Regions from separate parts of the Zea mays genome. Here regions 2 and 3 are each linked to region 1. The links are chromatin contacts, called in public Hi-C maps. All regions are on one chromosome and are shown on one strand. Each heading gives the region's core, a stretch centred on a gene start, on an enhancer-like site or on the middle of the called end of the contact. The rest is flanking DNA. Distances are from core to core; before and after follow the strand shown. Region 1 holds the start of LOC100283612. Region 2 holds the start of LOC100383250 (Amino acid permease 6). Region 3 holds the start of LOC100383984 (Amino acid permease 6).

Region 1 (4,653 bases), core at 849-3,348:
TAAAATGTCCATGATGTAAGAAACAAAGTAGTTATGAAATGTAAACCATAAAGGTCTGACTCTCATATTGAAAAGGAGGGCATGTTGTCAATAGCTAAAAATGCCAAAATTTGTCAAACCCTCTTTAATAAATCTAATTATATATTCGGTTTATTTTATGTTTGTCAAATGCTCAGTTCGCGACAACTCCCATAAAATTGTGCTGCAGGAGCAACATCTTCAATTAGAAAGCCCATAGATCGAGTTAAGATTCTACAGGAGTGCGGAAACTTCCGTCCGAACTACCTCTTGCAGGCACATTGTGAACAAAATTCTCAACATAAGCTCCAGGTAAACTTCTTGTCGTCATTAGGATATTTGTTTGCCTTCTTTTTTTATGGCATAAGTTCAGAGAGGTTGAACTGTTAAGGAGTTACTTTTCTTGTTCTACTTCTATCATTTTGCAAATCCATTATAGAGTGGTCGGGTGAGGTCGCAGCACTGTTTACTCATTTGATGGGAAATCAATATCTGTTGTTTATTGAGTGAATCTTCCTTGATCAATCAGAGGTTAACAAATCAACAATTCCATCTTTGGGAACGCATAACAGCGCTGAAGGTATGAACCAATGGACAGACCTAATTCCACATGAGTGGGGTCTAGAGAACGGATAAACCAAGACAAACATTTATCCAGATTTCCTCTCGTCAGAAGATCAACCACAATCTGTGCCTTCTTGTCCTTTGTAACTAAAGTCTTTAACCAGATCTTGCTAGAAAATGTGTTCATGGATCTCTCGATGAAATTAGCTGTTATCCCCAGGGGAGTGATTGTGGATGGGTTCTAATGGCTCCTCCTAAGCTAGCAATCGGCAAGAATGGCGAACCTTGCGCCAATCATAGAGGTTGTAATTCCATGGCCACGCATCTAAAAGAGGATATTTGAACCTCTCCCGGTAGGTCTTACCGATTATCAGAAATAGTTGGATAGCACTAACGCATATCAGAAATAGTTGGCTAGCACTAACGGATAACGTATGTTATCCCAGCTGGAAACCACTACTATTGTTACAAAGGGTTCATAGATCATTACAGTTATTATTTCAGGATGAATGACCGTAGTGGAAGGGGCCCATGCCTAAGCGTCTACCCGAGATCAGTCCCTCCTGGATGCCAGTATTTATAAATAACTAGAGGGTAGGTAAGACATCCCTCCGGGATGCCACTGTTTATATGTAGATAGTTCGCTTCGAATCTGTGACCCGGTAATTCGGTTTTTGTGACACGGCTCTCATCACTGCTCCAGGCCTATGAAAGCTTTTGGATAACTGCTTAATACATATATAACGTGCTCATTTTTTGAATAACCTATCCATCGACTCTCTCTCCTAAAAATATTCTGATTATTAAAACCAACTAACCAAGACACCTTATAATCCCACTCATGGACCAGGATCTTACTCAGATGTAAGATCATACTTCCACATAAATCTGCAATACGTATGTCCTGTTTGGTTTTGCTTCTCTCCAGCACGCTTAGATTCTAGGAAACGCAATTATTTTCACCATATTTGATTCTCGCTTACTAGTTCAACTATGAACTGTCGATTTTATGATAATCTAGGCATTTAGTGAGATTCTCGCTTATTTTCATCCATAAGCAGGTTATAAGTGAAACGAAACACCCCGTAATCTAGTTAAATGAACACAAGTGTCCGAACTGTTCCATGGGTGATCGCTAATTCGCTACCGAACGGGTGACTTACCATGGGATGTACTTGATAGCGAAGCCATTATTCTCGACGCGGGTCTTGACAAGGGAGTCCGGAACCCTCTTCCCGAGCTCTTTGAGCACCTCGGCGAGCGGCTTGCCGATGCCCTCGGTGGGGGCGGTGAGCTCGCCGCCGGCGAAGTCGTTGTCGTCCTCCGACGGAAGCTCCGGTTCCTGCGGCCGAGACGCACGGACCTTTGCAGCGAAGGGGCGCGCGAGGCGAGGGGTGGGCGCAAGGCGGAGGAGGCGGGCTAGGGCACCGAGAGCCATGTTGGGAAGCGTGCGAACTGAGCCCTCGGGGAAACGGAGGGTTTTTCGGTGGGTTTAGTTCAGTTTTTGAACCTGCTTAACTCTTGTTCAGCTATTCTAGAATTGTCTTGTTTGGTTACTTTAGTACATTGTATTAAGTGGATTAGACTGTAAATTAGTTAAATTTACACCTAAAATTCATCTCAATAAATATAGATTAAGGTGAATAATAGAGTACCTAAATAAAGCCTAAGTTGTTTTCGGTGAACCATGTAAAATAGAAGATCTGCATTATAAATAATATTGGGAACTTGTTCTCAAATGCTATGAGTTAAGAACAAGACAACACAAAATGTTAAAGGTTCATGTCCTTCGTCCTTCGAAGCATTATCTTCCTTAGGATATAATGACCTTCAGACGAAGGTCGTGAAGAAAGTGCATTCATCATCACAGTATATGTTAATGAAAGAAGAAGCATATGAGATGTGAGAGACATGATGAATAATCATATCTCATTATCAGTATATTTTTATTACATCATCATGAATGAACAAGAGCAATATTGAATTACAGTTGTACTTTCGGTTTGACAGAAGGCAAAAGTCCAAGCGTGACGCACGAGTGAATACAAGTCAGCGTAAATAGTACGGGGTACTGTTCATCTATTTATAGGCACAAGACGCAGCTTGTGTAAAATTACATTCATGCCCTTCATTTTTACTATTGACTTAAGGACAATCTATCAAGAACTAGATAGCTTTTTCCTCTTTAAGTCGGTTCTTTTTTCTGCTACTGAGCCGAAGCTTCCTTGCGTGTAACTTCTTAGCTGGTTTGACCTTCGTCCCAATCATGCTTATCATATTGTGTACAGCTTCATTCCGAGTTCGAAGGTTCCTGTTCAAACATTACACTTGGGAAATATTGTTAATCGTGTTTTTGAGGACCTTCGAAAGACGAAGGCCCCAGCAAATAGTATTGTTTGTATAGTGAGATTTGAAATAGAGATGTAAATATGTGATAGGAGATCTGTTGGGATAGCCTTAGACTATGTTTATTTTCTTCTAAGTTTATATAATCCAGCTTATAGATTATATGAGCATCTAATGACCTGCTTATGGATTATCATAATCTAGGTACCTAAATTATATAAGCATCTAATGAGCTACTTAAGCATCTAATAGCCGCCACATGTTCTTTTTGAGTTCTTCCTGGTCTGGGATTTAACCCAAGGAATACAACTTATGTTGGTTGTTGCTGATCAACACCACTGGCTACCTACTTTTTCGGGAATATATTCTGCAAAATCTGCATATGATCGCTTCCTAGTCGGTGTAACAAATTTTGAGTCGGCTAAAAGAATATGGAAGACTTTAGCACCTCCACGTAAATTCTTCATATGGCTGGCCTCACTAAATCGGTGTTGGACAAGTAATCGACTAGCACGTCGAGGAATGGACCACCCAGAAAGATGCCCCCTCTGTGACTAGCATGATGAGACAATTCAACACATCTTAGTGTCTTGTGTCTTTGCAATGGACATTTGGTTCAGAATCTTGAGCAGGGTGGGGCTACAACGGGTCTGTTTGGTTGGGCTTTGGTTGTGAAAAAAGCTGTTGTGGGCTGTGAGCTGTGAAAAAAGCTGTTGTGAGCTGTAAACTGCTAAAAAGCTAAAAACCGTTTGGTGGAAACCACTAAAAGTCGCTAAGAATTCTTTCATATATATTTTCACAGTTCCACCTAAAAGCTGCCAAAAGCAGGTCCAGAGGTGCTTTCAGTTTTACACTACAAGAAAGTCGGCTTTTAGAAAAAGCTGCTTTCCAGATTCAGCCCTTTGGTTTGACTTTTGGCTTTTAGGGGGCAAAAGCCAAAGCCAAAAGCCAAACCAAACACACCCAACATCTGGCTCCCAGGTAAGATGTTGTGGTGTTCCAAGAATGGTGGGGAGAGGTTGAGATTAGAGTGCCTAAATCAAAGAACAAAGGCTTTAATTCCATTGTGAGTTCGGTAGCTTGGCAGATTTGGAAGCACATGAATGATGATGTGTTTAATGAAGCTTCCCCAAACATCAACACAATCATGCTGTCTATACAAGAAGAGGCTAAGTTATGGGGTCTAGCTGGGGCAACTGCCCTTAGAAGATTGTGGCCTTAGTTTTGGCTTGGTGATCTCTAACATCTATTTGTTTTGTTTTGTTTTTTATCATCCCATTTTCCCCTTTTTTGGTTGCCTGTATAGGCACCTAGTACATGGTCTATTTTAGACCTTCCTTTTCCTTCTTAATCTAATTATAAACAACTCTCCTGCATTTTTGAGAAAAAATCATGCATCTTTAAATAGAGTTAGCCGAGTGCACAGTTATTGGTACATACTTTGTGAAAACAGTTAATTTAACTTGCATCATTTCTTCTATGTGCCATGCTTTTGCTAGATTCAAAGTTTTTGTCATATTTGATAATTATGTCATGGAGATTACTCTGCCTTAAGCACAAAAGTACGGTGCATGGTAAATACTCTTGGAATCGACAGTGAAGCCAAACAGACAATAGAAACAATACAAACTGAACTAAAGAAAACAAAAGAGAAGTTGCGAGCAGCTGAAGAACTGAATGGACAAGCTGTTATGCAGTCACATTATTTGTGGATTTCTATTTTAA
Region 2 (4,653 bases), core at 1,360-3,859, 250 kb after region 1:
AGGGTTACTGGAGACAGCTTAACACACCCTGTTGGCAAGGTTGTGATAAATCATCTCAAGTCTCAACAACAGTCCCATCCATACATATCCTTGCACTTCACCAGTCAGCCAGTGTTCAGGACTGCTCAACTGTCCACTCACACTCACAGATGCCTTCTTCAGGGCCACAAGTCCACAACTGTGCACCCCATATGCAGTTAGTTATGTACTATTTTGGTGCCATGAAAAAGACCTCTAGTAGTCTAGAATTATGGGGAAGTGGAGAGAGCATAGCTTGCAGCCATCCATTCATATACAAACCACTATTGGCCCACACTGAACACTTTCTGATAGACTATTACCGATTCGAGGTGAATAATACTCTCCACCCTTTTCGGGATTCCTATAAATCTATAGGAGAATAATTGCAACAGACATCTAATGGCGCATGATCTCACACGCAACGCAACTACGCCTGAATATAATTCTGGAGGACTAGTATTGGACAGCTGGAGCTGTTCAGGAGTAGAAAGTTGTCACTATATACACTCTTGTTTCTTTGTATGTTAAAGGTAGTGGCTGCCAAGTCACCACTGGCATTATGTGTCTTTCGAGTAGCCCAGTTGTTGCTGCAAGCAACTGGGGAGGAGGACCTAGTTCCTGCATCGATACTATGCCGCTTAGGCTCTTCCTAGCTTGATGAAGGTGTGGCAAAAGAAGCTTTTTCACTCTATCTATGTCACATATTCAGGTGCTGATCACTAGCTATAGCTTCATTCAGTTATGCTAGCTTTATTCAGTTGTGCTATATGCAAAGGTGTCTGTTTTTAGATAATGGATTAATGGTGCAAACTGCAAAGGTACATGTACATTGTATTTCTCTTCAATTTCACGGATGCTGTTTCGAAGGAAATCGATACGCTCAAGAGACGTTAAATCTCGACGAGTGACGCGTGCAAAAGCATATGCGGGTGAAGGAAATCCTCGCCTAAGACGTTTGCTGATCATCATAAGCAAAGTTGGCTTTGTTTCATCCGGGTGTTTATCCACGTTGGAATAGATCCATTCACCCTATACTAATATTCGATTTTACCTCCCTAAATTAGATAAACTGTGAATGATTAAATAATTAATGTTTGGATGGAGTGTGAACGATTAAATACTTAATATTCAATTTAGGCAGCCTCAAACTTATACATTTATGGCTAGTTTGATAACTCCATTTTTCTAAGTAATTTCTATTTTCCGAAAAGAAAAAAAAAGTTCGCCTCAGGTTTGGCGTGCCGTATAAGAATGCCTAGCTTTGGGTGAGCTGTGGCTTCTGGGAATCTTGATATAAATTGTGTGTGTGGTATGAAAAAATTGGTATATCTTATGGTCTATGAAAAAGGTATAAGCTATTTATGTTCAGATAAGTATTAAAGATACATCATATCTGTTTTTTTTTGAAACAACCGTAAAAGAGTTCTTTATTTTCACCATTTCGAAAACAGAAGGCCAAAAATACAAAAGCAGAGTGTGAGGTGCTTTTAAGATTGAACTGCCCAAAATTAACTGCTCCTGAAAAACAATAGCTTCTGGTTTACATCCTTTGGGTTGGCTTTTAGTTTATGAGAAGCAAAAACAGGTCCTAAAAACCTTACCAATGGCACACTAAATATTGCCTTCCTAATTAAATCGGTGACATAGGAACCACTCTGAATTGAATAGCATTTCTTACTTGCAAGCCTTGCAGCATTGCAGAAAACATCAAGAGAGTATGTTAAAATTTATTTATGTATTTATTTTCAAAAATTATATGATGGATGTGCGTGTGTCAGGCTTAGCGCACGAGCTATTATTAAATGGGAACTCGATTCATTAAATTTTGAACTATGCATGTAAGTGTTTGTGGCTCCATCAACCGTCATCTTCACCTTGCTAGTAGTTAGCACCAAAAGCTAGAAGGTGCGGTGTAAAGATGGCGGAAATGCAAGAGAGAAACGGGAAGGGCCTGATGTCTAAAAAGACGAGAAGCGCATGCTTCCTATATGCTGGCAACTGAAATCCCCCACGTCTCCCCAGCTGTGGAAACGGAGAAAGACGATCAGCACCAGCACCAGCTCACGTCGACCCTATCCAGAGTAGAGCAACTCCATCTTCATGTCGCCATGGACGTGTAGAGCAACTGCGGCGAATTACTCAACGAGCTGACGGCCTTGCTACCCCCCACCACACCATAGGAACATTCTGAGGCATGGAGAAATCTACGCCTCGTCGGGACAAGGACACGGCGGACTGCGAGTAGGAAAGCATGGTGGTGGTACGGTGTTGATGACAACGGCAGATAAATGGTGAATCAACGGAGACCACAGACCAGAAATCAGAGGCTACAAATTAACTCAACGAGATGTGTGTGCAGGACTAGAAGACTAGAAGCTAGAGGAAGCAAGTACGGAGTCCACAGACGACTGTTACCTGTTCTGACGCGGCCGTCGTCGTCCGCCTCCACCACCTTCCTCTCCACGTCCATCTCTCTCTCTCGCTCGGCCTCTCTGTCACTGCTCCCTGCGGTGCTGCCTCTCCCTATCCGCCTCTCTCGAGTCTAGAGCTCAAACGAGGCTGTATGTGGCAGGGTCGACGGGATCGGGATAGTTGGGATGGATGGGCTGGTGCGTTGCAGCTATATATAGAGGTGGCGAGCGGTGCACCTGACCTGCCTTTCACTGTCACTGTACAACCATTCTTTTAATGCAGGGGTATTGCCAAATCTGACTCACGAAATCCCATATGTATTCTAGGGCTCAATAGACCTAGGGGTCTCCGTAATGGCTGTCTCAAATAGCTAGTTGATGTGGAACTGAAAGAAGAATAAAAATAATATTTTATCTCACTACTATTATTTGACCTCACACACAATACAGTTAGTTTTTTGGAATACATAAAATCTTCTATCTATTTGTTTGTCACTATATATTCTCGTTTTCTCTATATTTTCTATCCACGCGGGAAAGAGAGTGAATCTAGTTAGTGAAATAGCTAGCCATTGGTGACGCCACCAAATATGTGTTCACCGTTTCCCTTCTTAAAATCTGAAAACAAACATTCTTAGAGACCGACTTTGTGAATGGTCATGGCCCAAGCAAAAGCAAGGTTCAACTATCAAACCACCCAATTATCATGTTGTACGTATTTATTGGCCGCCTTTTTGGTGGTGAAGGCATAAATACGTCGAGCTTCCGAGAAGGGAAATATACGTTCTTCGGTTGAAGTTGCAGATGTCACGGCACGGGAGCCGTTTGGAGTTTGGTGCATCAACGTGAGATCACCCATCTCTTGACGCCACTCAAAGTGTTTCAGGTCTAGTTAGCACTAAGCACATTAATTGCCTACACAAATGATCTCCTTTACTGGTCTGGTGGTCTTGCTCAATTAATGCTTCTTGTCGATGGTGGATCCTTTATTGGTAAAAAAACCTAAGGAAAGGCAAAGACGATCTCCTTAAAATGGTGTCGAGTCCTAATAAATTCCTAACGAGTGTAATTAGAGATGACAACGGACACATTTTACTCGCGTGTAATAACTTATAGGGTGCATGTTTGTGAGTGAGTTTGTACTTACGAGTACGGGTGTGGGTTTAATTCTCAACCTGATATAAAAACAGCTTCGACAATACTTTATTTTATAATGTAAAATATATATATATGGCAATCCATAGAGTGATCTAAATATACTGCACCATCATTATTGCCCTATTCTTATTTTCTACATCATCACAAACCTTTTATTTTATAATAATGTAATTTTTCCTTAAAGTATATGATTTAATGCTTAACTATTGGAGCTCTGTTTATTTTTAGCGGCCCAAACATTTTAAGTAATGTAGTATTTTAGTTTTCAGGGACCATTTTAAGGCAACTCGTTGGAGATGTTCTTTATAACTAATATCAATGAGATTTGAAAGCATTAAATGTTAACATGGTATGGAATAGATAAAGAGATGTGACAAAAGTTGTTGTGGTATAAAATGAGTTCGTAGGGTAAAAACTAGCGCCAGGTATCAAAAGAAGATATTTCATGTCAATTAAACAATACACATCAAATTTAATTTACACAAGCCGAATTTCATGATGTGCTTGTACAAATTTACACAAGCCGAATTTCACGATGTGCCACCTGCCATCCGAATTTCACGATGTGCTTGTACAAATTCAATTTACAAACAAATGGCGGACAAAATGATGTCACGCGCATATACACAAGCCGAATGGTCTAGCGTCACGACCTGGCTCGGCCTCACGCGCAAGCGCTGATGCTGCGTCGCATGTTGATTCCCTTATTTCGGGCCAAGCTGTGTTTAGAAGCAAAATTATCTTGGAGTTTTAAGGTAAAATCAAGGTATTAATACCATAGGATTTTTTGTTCAAGAGGTGTTTGACTATATTGTAGAAAAGTTTGTTTTAAATACGACGGTTTTATAGATACCATAATATATTTAAGGTATTTTTAGAGTATTTGAAACTTTGATCCAACCTAAAAATTTTTGTCAGTGACTAGCCTTGCGACCCTGCGTGCATGAAGGTGCTCATTTGCTTTCATGAGCAGATGTGAGTGCGGCAGCGGACACCTCGCTGGTATTCCGAAACCGTCGGCTTGGCCGTGCACGACGTATCCGAAGGAGGGAGAAGGAGAACA
Region 3 (4,653 bases), core at 1,290-3,789, 180 kb after region 1:
AGTGCAACTGGTGCCGTGCTTGTCATTGTGAGGTGTTTGATTTCGTTCTGGACTGTATGTAATCCAAGCCTGGCTTAACGTTATGGTATCCCACCCGTCGAGAAAAAAGAAAAAGAAACGAACAGATAGCAGCCCACGTTTTCTTCAGCGGGCTACGCCGGCCGACACAGCCCATCCTCTCAGATGTTTAGGCCCGTCCATGTGCACTACCGGACCAAAGAGGGTGGTAAAAATAATGTGGACGTATAGCCTATGCAATGTCTGTCCATATGTAAAAGCTTTAGTACGTTTTGTACACCGAAAGTTTCTGTAGGTATAGCATGTGCATCAGTGTGATTAGTGCATTGCTACCAATTGTTTGTGGATGAGGGCAAGACATCCATACGGTCTTAGGTTAGCAACAGGACATGGCGACATCCTCACACAAGCAAAATGATGCTTACTGATCAAATTCAATAAATACTCTCTGAAAATACAATCGAGAAGTTTCGATATTTGACGCGAATTCGCGCACCACAGTTCTTTTAAACCTCAACGCACGATCGGCTCAGAGCATTGTACATGACTACAGTAACCTGTTAGCCTACAATTTTGAAAGGGCTAGAAGAGGCCTTGAGGCTATCGACAATGTCAGTGACAGAGCCTACACCCACGGCCACCGAGATCACCAAGCAAACCATGCTCAGAGCCTGCAGAAGGCACCACCACTTGGTCCCCCTGGCGATCTTGCCCTGGGCGATGTGCATGCTGATGGGGAAGTAGACCGTGAGCGGCCAGAAGCTGAACGCGCCGAGGAGCCCCAGCACGGCGTTGAAGAAGGGTATCGCCAGCGCCACCGCAGTCGTCGCGCCGACTATGGCGGTCCTCAGGACGAGCTTGTGCGGCGCGACGGTGACCGATCCTCTCTGCAAGAGGGGGATGCTGACGGACACGGTGTATGCGCTGCTCATGAACTTGGCTTCTGGCCACCGTGAGGCGGCCCACCTCTCAACCGAAGCGAAGACAGGCTGAGCGTATACCTGCTGCCGTTCAGGTATTAATTATTAGCTTTAGCTTAAGCTACGGAGCTGATCTGAGCTCACCAGCTGATCTGAGACGTGCTGCTCACCTGGTATGCACCGATCAGGTGGAGGATGAGGCACATGTTGGCAATGTCGACGAGCCACAAGGGACCCAGCCCGCCTGCCGCCAAGATGTTGCCCGGAGCATTCGAACCGAACGCGGCGTACCCAGCGCAGCCGACGGAGATGTAGAAGATGGTGGTGGCTCCGATCCCGTACATTGCTGCCTTCTTCATCGTCCTGTTCTCCGGTGGTGGTGACTTGAGTGTATCCTAGAACCAGAACAGGTCAGGTCATTACTGACAAAGAACGTTGTTACCAGCTGGCCAAACAAGAGTGGTTGGTTGCACGCTCGCGCTATGTACGTACTTACCTGGATCTCGATCAATACTTCAGCGAAAGTGTAGGCGAAGGCAATGTTCCCCAGGGCGAGAAGCACGTTCCAGAGCTTCCTGGTGGAGGATGCCGCGGCGGCACCTGCAACCCTGCCCCCGAGGCCGCCGCCGCCACGAGACACCCAGTGCCCTACGGAGAGGCCGAGGCCGGCGAAGGAGTAGGCGAACGACATGGCCGCCGCGACGACGGACAGCCAGGTGATGTGCTCCAGGCCCGGGAACTGGGACAGCACCACCTGGACCACGCTGAACGCCAGCATCAGCACGGTCCCTGGCGCGTCGCAGCGCGCGCCGGCGCCGGCGCCGTCCCGGCGGAGGCAGTCGGCCTGCCTGATCGCGCTGGCGCGCGCGGCGCATGGACATGTCAGAGAACGAGCTAGAGCGTCCTGGCTTGGGAGGAAAATAGGATCTGGTTACTCACGCCATGCTTATGGTCGCCGTGATGGTGTACCCGACCATGGTGCCCCACAGGTTCACGTACTGCGCGACCCCGCACATGAACACCTCCCTGGGACCTGCGACGACGTACGCATGTTCAGGGCACCGCGGTCAGTTAGCTAAGACGAGACGGACGGACGTGGAGCCGTGCGTCGCGTAGGCGTAGGCGTACTGAGGTACGATCTGACGGCGTCCATGTAGGTGCGGTTCCTGTGGCCGGTGACGGGGTGCGGCGCGCGGTAGGCGCCGGCGAGCAGCGTGGAGGTGTAGTAGGTGACGCACGCGAAGCCGGCGAGCGCGAGGGGCCCCGCGACCCAGCCCAGCTGCGCCACGCTCCAGGCCAGCGCCAGCACGCCGGAGCCGATCACCGCCGTCACAATGTGCGCCGTCGCCGTCCACACCGTCCCTGGGAGTGGGACGACGAGCAAGGGACCGGAGAGGGGTTCAACGGACCGGCGAAACGTGGGGACAAGAGTACATGGATGCACCGGGACAGGGCGGGAACAGACCTCTCCGCTCGTGCTCGTCTTGCTCGTAGTCGCCCCCCCGCCGCTCGACGTCGTCTGCTGCTGCTGCCGCCGCCGCCGCCTCGCCGCCGCTCTTGTCCATCCTCCTCCCGTGACAGGTGCCGGGGAAAGAGAGGAGGGATCCGGTGCAAGCGGCGACGGGGTTTGGCTCATCCGCTTTATATAGGGCTCCAACTCTCGAAGCAAAATATCGCGCGCACCCAAAATGTTATGTTAGGACGTTGCGCGTTTCTGGTTCTGCCGAACTGTTGTTTTTTTGCCAGGCTGTGTTGGCGTAGGCGCCAGCGCCAGCCGAACCATCGACCAATACACATGCACCCGGGGGAGCCGAGCAGGACCGTCAATCCTTTAACGGACCGCTTACGCTGCATCAGTTCTCTGATGCTGACACTAACAGCTAGCCAGGTATGGTAGTTGAGTGGATTTTAACATGGCCAAATATACGAGAAGCTCCACTAAAAACTATTTACCTATTTATAATACGATAACTTTATGAAGTCCTCCATGTCCTAAAATAGTAATCACCTCGTCCTAAAATAGTATTCAATCGCACCAACCTGTGCACGTACTACGCGCGCGTCGCAAACCATCGTCGTAGCACGCTTGCCGAGCAAGCAGAGGTCGATCCCATATATACATACGCACAAGTCACATACGATGTCAACACTACACTAGTGGAGTTACTTTCGTTACTAAAAAACTAGTCCAAGGCAGCGTGCAGAGTCGTGCACTGATGAGGAGTGAGGAGTCTCGTCTGATCTGTGTACATGTGTGCTTTGGCGCGTGGGTGTGTTCTAAAGTTCGATAGAGAGCTGAGGACGGAAGCCGAAACACGCCTTGTTCGTTTCTGTCGGATTGGTGGGTCGGAACGATTCCTGACCGGATTGCTTCTCTAATTTATATAAACTTTGATTAGCTGGAACGATTCCGGGTGCAATCTGACGGAAACGAACAAAGCCTTAGGGGTTGTTTGGTTCGTGGCTAAATGTGCTACACTTTGGCTAAATTTAGTCATTCGAATTAAAAAACTAACATTAGTCAAAAAAGTTAGGCAAAGTGTGGCAAGTTAGACATCAAACCAAACACGTCCTTACCAAAAAAAACTCCAATAATTAATAAACAGGCTATATATGTGGCTGAATCGAATGGAAAGTAAGTGAGAGAAGTATCGAAAATGCTCGAATCGATCGAATCGAAGCTGACAGATTGCCGGGGCAAGAGCGACGTATTGCCGGGGCAAGAGCGAGAGAGAGACGTATCCTGGCTAGAGATGGCAATGGGGACCCGATCCCCGATTCCACGCGGGGAATTCCTCTATTAGGGGACAGGGATGGGGAAATTTCTTCCCCCACGGGGATGTAAACGGGGAAATTTTCTCCCCCGACGGGTAAACGGGGATGGGGATGGGGAAGCATTCCCCATCCCCGTTCCCCGCGGGGACCCGTTAAACTTACATGTGACGATGTTTTCATATAATAGTTAATGATAAAAAATAAATAATTATCTTGCCAAGAGATCACTAGTTGTACAAATACGTTCATTTTAATGTACACATAATGATTTTTACATCTAACAATGTGTATAAGTGAAAATGTTTTACATTAATAACAAATGAAGTACGATCTAATTATAATTTATGCGAGGACGGGGATCCCCGATGGGGATTTATCCCCGCGGGTAACGGGGATGGGGAAGAAATGTCCCCTGCAAGTGTTCGTGGGGATCCCCGCGGGGAAGTTTTTTCGTCGCGGGGACGGGGATGGGGAGCCAAAACCCGACGGAGAATTCCCCGTTGCCATCTCTGATCCTGGCAAGAGCGACGGATTGCCGGGGCAGCAGGCAAAGCCGTGGACGTGGAGGTCCATGCGGAGCGCAACTTCCTTTCGGCGCTGGCCCCAGCAGCACAGTCACAGATGCTGCTCCAACAGGCAACAGGCCCACGGTCTCGAAACGAAGCATGCATGCATGCATGCATGACAGATGCCCAAACGCTAGCGGGGCAGATTGCCTGATTAGGCTGAAGAGGGCACAGAGCAGTGATGGCTGACGAGCGAGGAACAGGCCACATTGCAATCTTCTTTCTGATCTCTCCCCGTCCGGCCGTTGCGTCGTCAGCTACAACCGATCGAGTCGGTGTTCGGTGTTCAGAAGCTACCCGGCCGTAAATAGCAAGCGCGGCTACTGGGGCGACATGATTGATCGGCAGATGGACGCGCCGCCGCCCGGCAAGCG

What was found. Hi-C and Micro-C count contacts between places; a contact is called where the count stands out from the background.
Region 2: a Hi-C map of ear shows a contact between it and region 1, with 2.0 times the contacts expected there. The contact joins the promoter of LOC100383250 here to the promoter of LOC100283612 in region 1. A contact is called at or near these places in 4 of 25 Hi-C or Micro-C datasets (ear, leaf, leaf mesophyll and 1 more).
Region 3: a contact with region 1 is called in a Hi-C map of tassel, with 2.3 times the contacts expected there. The contact joins the promoter of LOC100383984 here to the promoter of LOC100283612 in region 1. A contact is called at or near these places in 5 of 25 Hi-C or Micro-C datasets (ear, leaf, root tip and 1 more).

What each region holds. Positions count from the first base shown.
Region 1 is chr8:172,004,002-172,008,654 of Zm-B73-REFERENCE-NAM-5.0, reverse strand. LOC100283612 reads right to left here and starts at 2,098. Exons shown (of 2, transcript NM_001412563.1): 1 at 1,746-2,098. The coding sequence starts at 2,020.
Region 2 is chr8:171,754,757-171,759,409 of Zm-B73-REFERENCE-NAM-5.0, reverse strand. It overlaps LOC100383250 (Amino acid permease 6), which reads right to left and starts at 2,609. Exons shown (of 6, transcript NM_001175911.1): 1 at 2,437-2,609. The coding sequence starts at 2,491.
Region 3 is chr8:171,821,123-171,825,775 of Zm-B73-REFERENCE-NAM-5.0, reverse strand. LOC100383984 (Amino acid permease 6) reads right to left here and starts at 2,539. Exons shown (of 5, transcript NM_001176597.1): 1 at 2,404-2,539; 2 at 1,878-2,300; 3 at 1,435-1,795; 4 at 1,109-1,333; 5 at 490-1,022. The coding sequence starts at 1,954. The coding sequence ends at 579.